Linked DNA regions of Mus musculus: region 2 is linked to region 1. A link is a contact called in public HiChIP or PLAC-seq data. All regions are on one chromosome and are shown on one strand. The core of a region is the stretch at or near the end of the contact, and the rest is flanking DNA. Distances in the headings are between cores, read along the strand shown. Region 1 overlaps Idh2 (isocitrate dehydrogenase 2 (NADP+), mitochondrial). Region 2 holds the start of Rccd1 (RCC1 domain containing 1).

Region 1 (3,310 bases), core at 416-2,915:
GAAGCAAGACTACACGTATGTGTGTACACCTGGCCTTTTCAGATTTCCGGCCTCCCCAGTGCTGGGATTTCGGGCATGCACTGCCATCCCTGACTTGTTTCCAAATATTCCCACTCTTGGATCTGCAACATAAAACCTGTGGCTAGAGGCAAGCGATAGATAGTTGGTTAAGAGCACTTGCTGCTCTTCCAGAGGACCCAGGTTCAATTCCTACCACCCACATGGCAGCTCAGCAACTGTCTCTAACTCTAGTTCTAGGGTCTCCAATGCCCTCTTCTGACTTCAGTGGACCCTGTATGTACATGGCACACAGATATACAAACAGGCAAGATACCCCATAAAAATACTAAAATAGTCTTTAAACTGGAGGCTAGGGCTGTGGATCAGGCTTGCTGGGTAAAGTACTTGCCTACTATTCAGGAGACCACCCTGGGTTTGATACCCAGCCCTACATACTCAGTGTTGTGATACTGCCCATGATAACTGCATCCAGGAGGTGGAGACTGGAGGCTAAGAAGTTCAAGGTCATCCTTAATTCTATAGAAATTTGAGGCGAGTCTCGGATACACAAAACCATGTCTTTTAAAAAAAAAAGAAAAAAAGGCAGGCAATGGGGATGAGAATTCAGCTTAAGATCTTACTGATGGGGGCTGGAGAGATGGCTCAGAGGTTAAGAGCACCGACTGCTCTTCCAAAGGTTCTGAGTTCAAATCCCAGCAACCACATGGTGACTCACAACCATCCGTAATGAGATCTGACACCCCCTTCAGGTGAGTCTGAAGACAGCTACTAAATAAATCAAAAAAAAAATCTTACTGATAAAATGCTTGCTAAACTCAATTCCCAGCACTGACAACAACCAACTCCAGATACAGAGAACTGACTGCATTATCAAAGTTACCCTAATCTCCAGCAGGACCAAACAAGCAGAAAGAGAAGTCACTGACTGCACAGCGACAGTGCTTTCCATTGAGTGTATATGGGCTTTGGAACAACATTTCCACATCACTTTTCTAGTTGTGCCAAAGGAGAAACCTGAAGGATGGGAACAGGGGATCCCGGACACACAGAGACCTAGGCAAGCCTGAGCGGGCTTGCAAAGCAGAGACTGGGGGATCTGTTTCTAGTGTATAACCTATAACAGGGCAAATGAGCCTGAGCACAGTCGCATAGGCCCTTAATCCCTGCCTTGGGAAGCAGAGAGGTAGACCTTCGTGACTAGAAGACCAGCCTGACCCATAAAGTTCCAAACCAGCTAGAACTGCGTGCTGATGAGGCCTCGTCTCAGCTAAGTTGGTACCAGGATGAAGTTGGGATGCAGAGGTAGAATGCTTGCTTAGTGTACACAAAGCTCGAGGTTGGAGTGTCAGCACTATAAGAGGTGAAAGGTGCATGTGTTATTATAACAAGTATCTACAACATCACAGAATGACAATTCCCTAGATGGAGAAACGGGATCACCTTAGGAGATTCTATGTGAGTCTCTGCCCTTAGGCCCCAGCTAGCTCCACTGGCTCAGCAGCAGACACTGCACGCAACTTTGTGAGGAAGCCAGGGCCTCACCCCCAAAGTCTGGCAACTCAGGCAGCCAGTGAAGAATGCAGGAGGCCCACAGGCTGCCTCGTTCCCTCTCATGAGAAGCAACCCCCTGGCTGACCTATTAACAGCCTGAGGCACCCCAACCCTGTCCCTGGGGGATCCTACCAGCTGCTCCCTCCCACTCGGGGACAAACACATCAAGACAGTTTTGCGAAGAGCTTTTTAGTAGCTAAATATGGCACCATGTGATTCCAGAGCAATATAAATTACAGTATGCAGAACACTGACTGTCTGAGGTAAAGCACACGTTCCTGCCTCATGTCCACCGTGAGGGAAAATGCTCATATACTTTAAAAAACATCTCCATCATATATATATGTAAAAAAATGTCCCCTAGAAAGGCCACCAGAGAGGGGCTGTGAGGCCCACCCTCTGCCATGTACAGAGTACCCACTGGAGCTGAGTAGTGTCCACCCCTACTGCTTGCCCAGAGCTCTGTCCAGGTTGCTCTTAATGGTGTCCAGGAAGTCTGTGGTGTTCAGGAAGTGCTCGTTCAGCTTCACACTGCCGAGAGAACATCAGGGGAGACTCAGGCCTCCTGGAGGCCATCAACCAAGCCATTCCCAGGCTCATTAGACCTCAGGCCACCAGGCCCAGGTCCAAGTTTGCTAGTAGCCCACTGCTAGAGGGTCACAATAAATTTGGCAGAAAGTTTAAAGTAACAAGCTACCGGGCACAGGCCTCATAAAAGAAGCTGGGGAAAGGTTTAAGGAGGAGAGCAGAGGAACTAAGCAACTGCCAGAGGGCACCAACTCAGACCTGGTCAAGGAAGGCTTGGCCTGAGCCATTTCTCAGGACTTGTCCTGCCCCAGACCCCAGGCAGCTCTACCCACTCATGAGAGAGACTCTTGGGGGGGGGGGGTTCCCCCTGGCTTCCTCCCACCTGCTGGGGTCTCAAGCCCTGTTTCCCAAAGCACACACTTGCTGAGGCCATGGATACAGCCAGCCAGGTCCTTGGTCATCGCTCCGCTCTCCACAGTCTGCACGCACACCTTCTCCAGCGTCTGTGCAAACCTGCGGGGGATGCGGCAGAGTGAGGCCCCGGCATGCTGGGCAGAACTGTGGGCTGCACCTGCTCAAGCCCTCCCCATGAGCTCACCTGATAAGGTCCTGGTTCCCATCCAGCTTCCCACGATGCTCCAGACCCCGTGTCCAGGCAAAGATGCTGGCAATAGGGTTGGTACTGGTGGGCCGGCCCTGGGGACAGGCCACAGGATCAGCTGAGCACCAGACACAGCTATCTACCTCCAGACCGGCAGACCGGGTTCATCCTCCCGGTCATCAGGGCCAGTGGGCTATGGACCTTGAAATGCACACATTTACCTTCTGGTGTTCTCGGTAATGGCGGGTGACTGTCCCATGAGCAGCCTCAGCCTCAATTGTCTTCCCATCAGGGCAGACCAGCACAGATGTCATCAGGCCGAGGGAGCCAAAGCCTGGCGGGGAGGGACAGATCTCTCCTCAGAGCCATGCTTCAGCTCAGAACCCTTCAGCTTAGACTCCACGCCACTGTCACCTCTGTGTGTTCCCTTTCCAGACCCCATAGCCTGAGGCGGTCAGTCTGAAGCCCCCTGGAAGGCCATTTCAGGAAGAAATAAGCCGCCATCAGCAATTTTGCAAGCCTCCCTGTTTCTGACACTGTTAGCCCCTTTATTTCAAATGTCCCCAAATCCAGACTTCAGCTGGAATGGGTCTGTTGTCAAGGACTCTG
Region 2 (3,310 bases), core at 449-2,948, 230 kb after region 1:
TTCTCAGGGAGGTCTTGAGAATTTAAACTCTACTTGGCCCCTACTCAAAATGGAAGTCTTTTTTTGTTTGTTTGTTTCAAGACAGGGTTTCTCTATATAGCCCTAGCTGTCCTGGAACTCACTTTGTAGACCAGGCTGGCCTCAAACTCTAAAATCCTCTGCCGCCCAACTGCTGGGATTAAAGGCGTGCACCACCACTGCCCAGCCAAAATGAAAGTCTTATTCCAAATAGTTCCTTATATTGGCTCAGGTGACTCTCTTACCTTGGGGCCCATCCCAGGGGCAGCTTACACTATAAAAGCTTATACACAGGTGCAGAAAGTGCTGCAGGGTGGTTGTTTCGGGTCCAAGGGTAACTATACAAAGTCGTTCTACTGACTTCTATCGTGATTGGTTTCAAGGGCACAGAACATAACTATATAATCAATCTTAGCATTAGAAAGTTCCTTAGGAACAGCACAAACATGAGAAAGTTTCTTTATAATGGCAGGCTGTCCAGGTAACGGTTACCTAGGCCTTAACCTTCCATCTAGGCCTTAACAGTGGTCTCTTTCTTTGCAACCCAGAACTTATTTCTATTACCACAAGGGAACTGTGAGGCATGTACGTGGGAGATCAGATACAACACTAGGATCTGAGGCCCACAGCTCCAGTCTCTTAGCCTTGAGAACTTTAACCCCGAGTCTCCATTCAAATTGACTCCATTTTTCTCTAGACTCCCAATCACACAGCAAGTGTGGAGCTGAGCCGTGTCCTATGGATTTATAAGCCTCGTCCCAACAAGAAGAATAAACACCTGGGACCTAGGTGGGCGTGCCTGTGCACCTGGATCCTATTGCACAACTTCAGTTTTACAAGGCGAGTGGGGACAGCACTGCTTGTATCTACCTAGCAGAACTGTTTGCAATAAATACAAATCAAAATTTAAGTGTAAACAGTCCTAGCTTAGTTTACACAGTAGAATTTAACGACGAAAATGACCATTGGCTCTTACCGGGTTTCAGAGGCATTTGGACAATTTCCACTGGACCTTACTCGGTCGTTTATTCAAGAAGTCTTTGCTGCGCCTTTCCTTTGACTTAATGTGATGACTATGGGTCCCAGGGAGCTCAGGCTGAAATTGGGAGACAGTCGCGCGGTTCAAAATGCAACGCCACTTCACTCGAATGGATCAGAATTTTACAGACACTCTCGAGCCTCTTAAGTCAGATCTGAGACTACAGCTCCTGGATCCCCAACCAAAGGAATCTTTCATCTTCCCATTAGCCTGTACCCTCAACTCATCAGGAAAGCCCTTTAAGCAGGAAACCTTGAAAGTGAGCAGCGCATAGTAATGTATGGCTCGGGGAACAGATGGCCGGCGGAGTAAAGCACTTTTTAAGGGCCTCCGCGCCAAGCAACGCGGTCATTCGGTGCGCCAGCTTTTCGGAGCCAATCGCAGGCACGAGCGGTGACGTCACCACTGGGGCGCGCCTGACCGGCACACATGCGCCGGGTTACCTGCCACCAGGCAGTAGGCTGAAGTCTCCTGTGCGCGCCAACAGCAGTGGACGCGGTTGGAACCACTGAATGAATGGATACTCTTGACGATCCGAGGGAAACGGCGGGCGAAGACCAAGCCCTGACACCCTCCATTCCCTTTGAACAAGGAAGGAGGTCGTTCACTACTGAACAAGCGCAGGACTGAGGGCCAAACAGGAAGCTGTAGTACTAGTGCCTTCACTGATTGGCCCAGGCTCTGTCACTTACTTGTACTGAGCCAATGAGTGCCAAGCCTGGACTCCAGCCTCTAAGAAACCGGTGTTCCTAGCCATATAGGGAATCTATTTGAGTCCTGTTTCTCCTTCAACCTGGCAGAGTTACAGAAAAATGTATTTTCCCCGAGGGAAGCGCACACTGACCCCAAATTCCAAACACAGACTGGGTAGAGATCACAGAAAACTCACAATATCATGACAAATGTATCCAAGGACCAGCATAAAAAAACGACACTGAAAAAAAAAAAAAAAAAAAAAGCTGGGCAGTGGTGGCGCACGCCTTTAATCCCAGCATTCGGGAGGCACAGGCAGGCGGATTTCTGAGTTCGAGGCCAGCCTGGTCTACAAAGTGAGCTCCAGGACAGCCAGGGCTATACAGAGAAACCCTGTCTCGAAAAAAAACCAAAAAAAAAAAAAAAAAGAAAGAAAGAAAAAGAAAAAACCAACCAAACAAACAAACAAAAAAAAAAAAAAAAAAAAAGACACTGAAATTTGATCAGCTTCCTAAGCTTTAGGCTAACTCACCAGGATTTAGAAAGAAACCAGCGTGGGTGTTGGCACTTGTAATTCCTACAACTCTTAACGGTTGAGAAAGGATTATCAGTTTGAAGCCAGCCTGTCCTACCCATATTAAGGCCTTGTCTACAAAGGTTCTCCATGGGCCCACTGGCTTCCTTCTGTTACAGCAACAGCGCTCTACAGCACACTTTGCTGATGTCCAGCTGTTGCTCCTGAGTGTCCCACCCTCAGCAGCCCCGCCTACAACAACAAACAGATGCTTTAGTTCCACAGAATTTATTAGCGGGGTGAGCCTGCTGGCAGGCTCTGATGATGCTCCCAGCATGTGAGGATGCTGTTGTGTCCTTCCTTCTTGATGCCCATAATCCTCAGGCTTGAATGGGATGTACGTCCCCCAGCCTCAGCTCTCTACAGTACAGACAGGGCCCTCCTGAGTGCTGGCAGGGCAGGGCTGTATGCTGTGTGTCCTGAGAACACCAAAGTGCAACTGTGGCAGCTGTGGAGGCGAGGCAAGTATCGAGCATCCCAGTGCTGACTCAGAGCTGTGAAGGGTGACAGATGCGTGAGCTGTGGGCCCCGGGCCGATCGTCACTCTCCGTCCTGGTTGGGTTGGATGAGTCTATATTCCACTGCTTTCTCCAGGCAGGCTGCGGCAGCCCTGGTGACTGGGCTCTCCTCGCCCTTGGCCAACACTGACAGGATCTCCAGGACCTCACTCTCCATCAGGGTGCCGGCGATCTCCTTCGAAGACTGCATCATGTTCAGCACCACCACGGTGCCCCGGTGCTGCAGCTCCTGGTTGGGGCTGAGGAGCAGGGCCTGCAAGATCTCCAGCCAGTGTGTGGTCTGTAGGAAACGGGCGGATGTGAAGACTGGCAGAAACCACATCTACGCTCTAGGAACTCCCCGACACAACAGCCATACCACCATGTAGGGAACTGCTAGCTCCTTCAGCCTCCCCCGCCCAGACCAGGTACTCACCACTTGAGGGATACGACTGCAGAGTGCGGGCCGCATGGAGGTGAGCATGGCCA

What was found. HiChIP or PLAC-seq counts read pairs in DNA pulled down with a chosen protein or histone mark.
Region 2: a contact with region 1 is called in an H3K4me3 HiChIP or PLAC-seq map of pro-B cells, with 4 times the contacts expected there. The contact joins the promoter of Rccd1 here to the enhancer-like site in region 1. A contact is called at or near these places in 4 of 39 promoter capture datasets (the C10 cell line, the HPC-7 cell line and embryonic stem cells), 7 of 115 datasets of contacts at active chromatin or transcription factors (astrocytes, embryonic stem cells, large pre-B cells and 2 more) and 3 of 9 other capture datasets (adipose tissue, embryonic stem cells and liver).

The regions. Positions count from the first base shown.
Region 1 is chr7:80,093,101-80,096,410 of GRCm38.p6, forward strand. Idh2 (isocitrate dehydrogenase 2 (NADP+), mitochondrial) reads right to left here. Exons shown (of 11, transcript NM_173011.2): 8 at 2,923-3,035; 9 at 2,699-2,796; 10 at 2,521-2,613; 11 at 1,746-2,103. The coding sequence ends at 2,016. Among named protein-coding and RNA genes, the nearest start is that of Gm21057, 19 kb to the left of the region's middle. Within about 2 kb of position 1,666, at least 10 of the 459 cell types and tissues checked have an H3K27ac peak or open chromatin away from gene starts, as enhancers often do. A contact at or near this core is called in pro-B cells, where this site is marked.
Region 2 is chr7:80,322,756-80,326,065 of GRCm38.p6, forward strand. It overlaps Rccd1 (RCC1 domain containing 1), which reads right to left and starts at 1,699. Exons shown (of 9, transcript NM_173445.4): 1 at 995-1,699. Unc45a (unc-45 myosin chaperone A) reads right to left here. Exons shown (of 20, transcript NM_133952.2): 19 at 3,258-3,310; 20 at 2,537-3,122. The coding sequence ends at 2,865.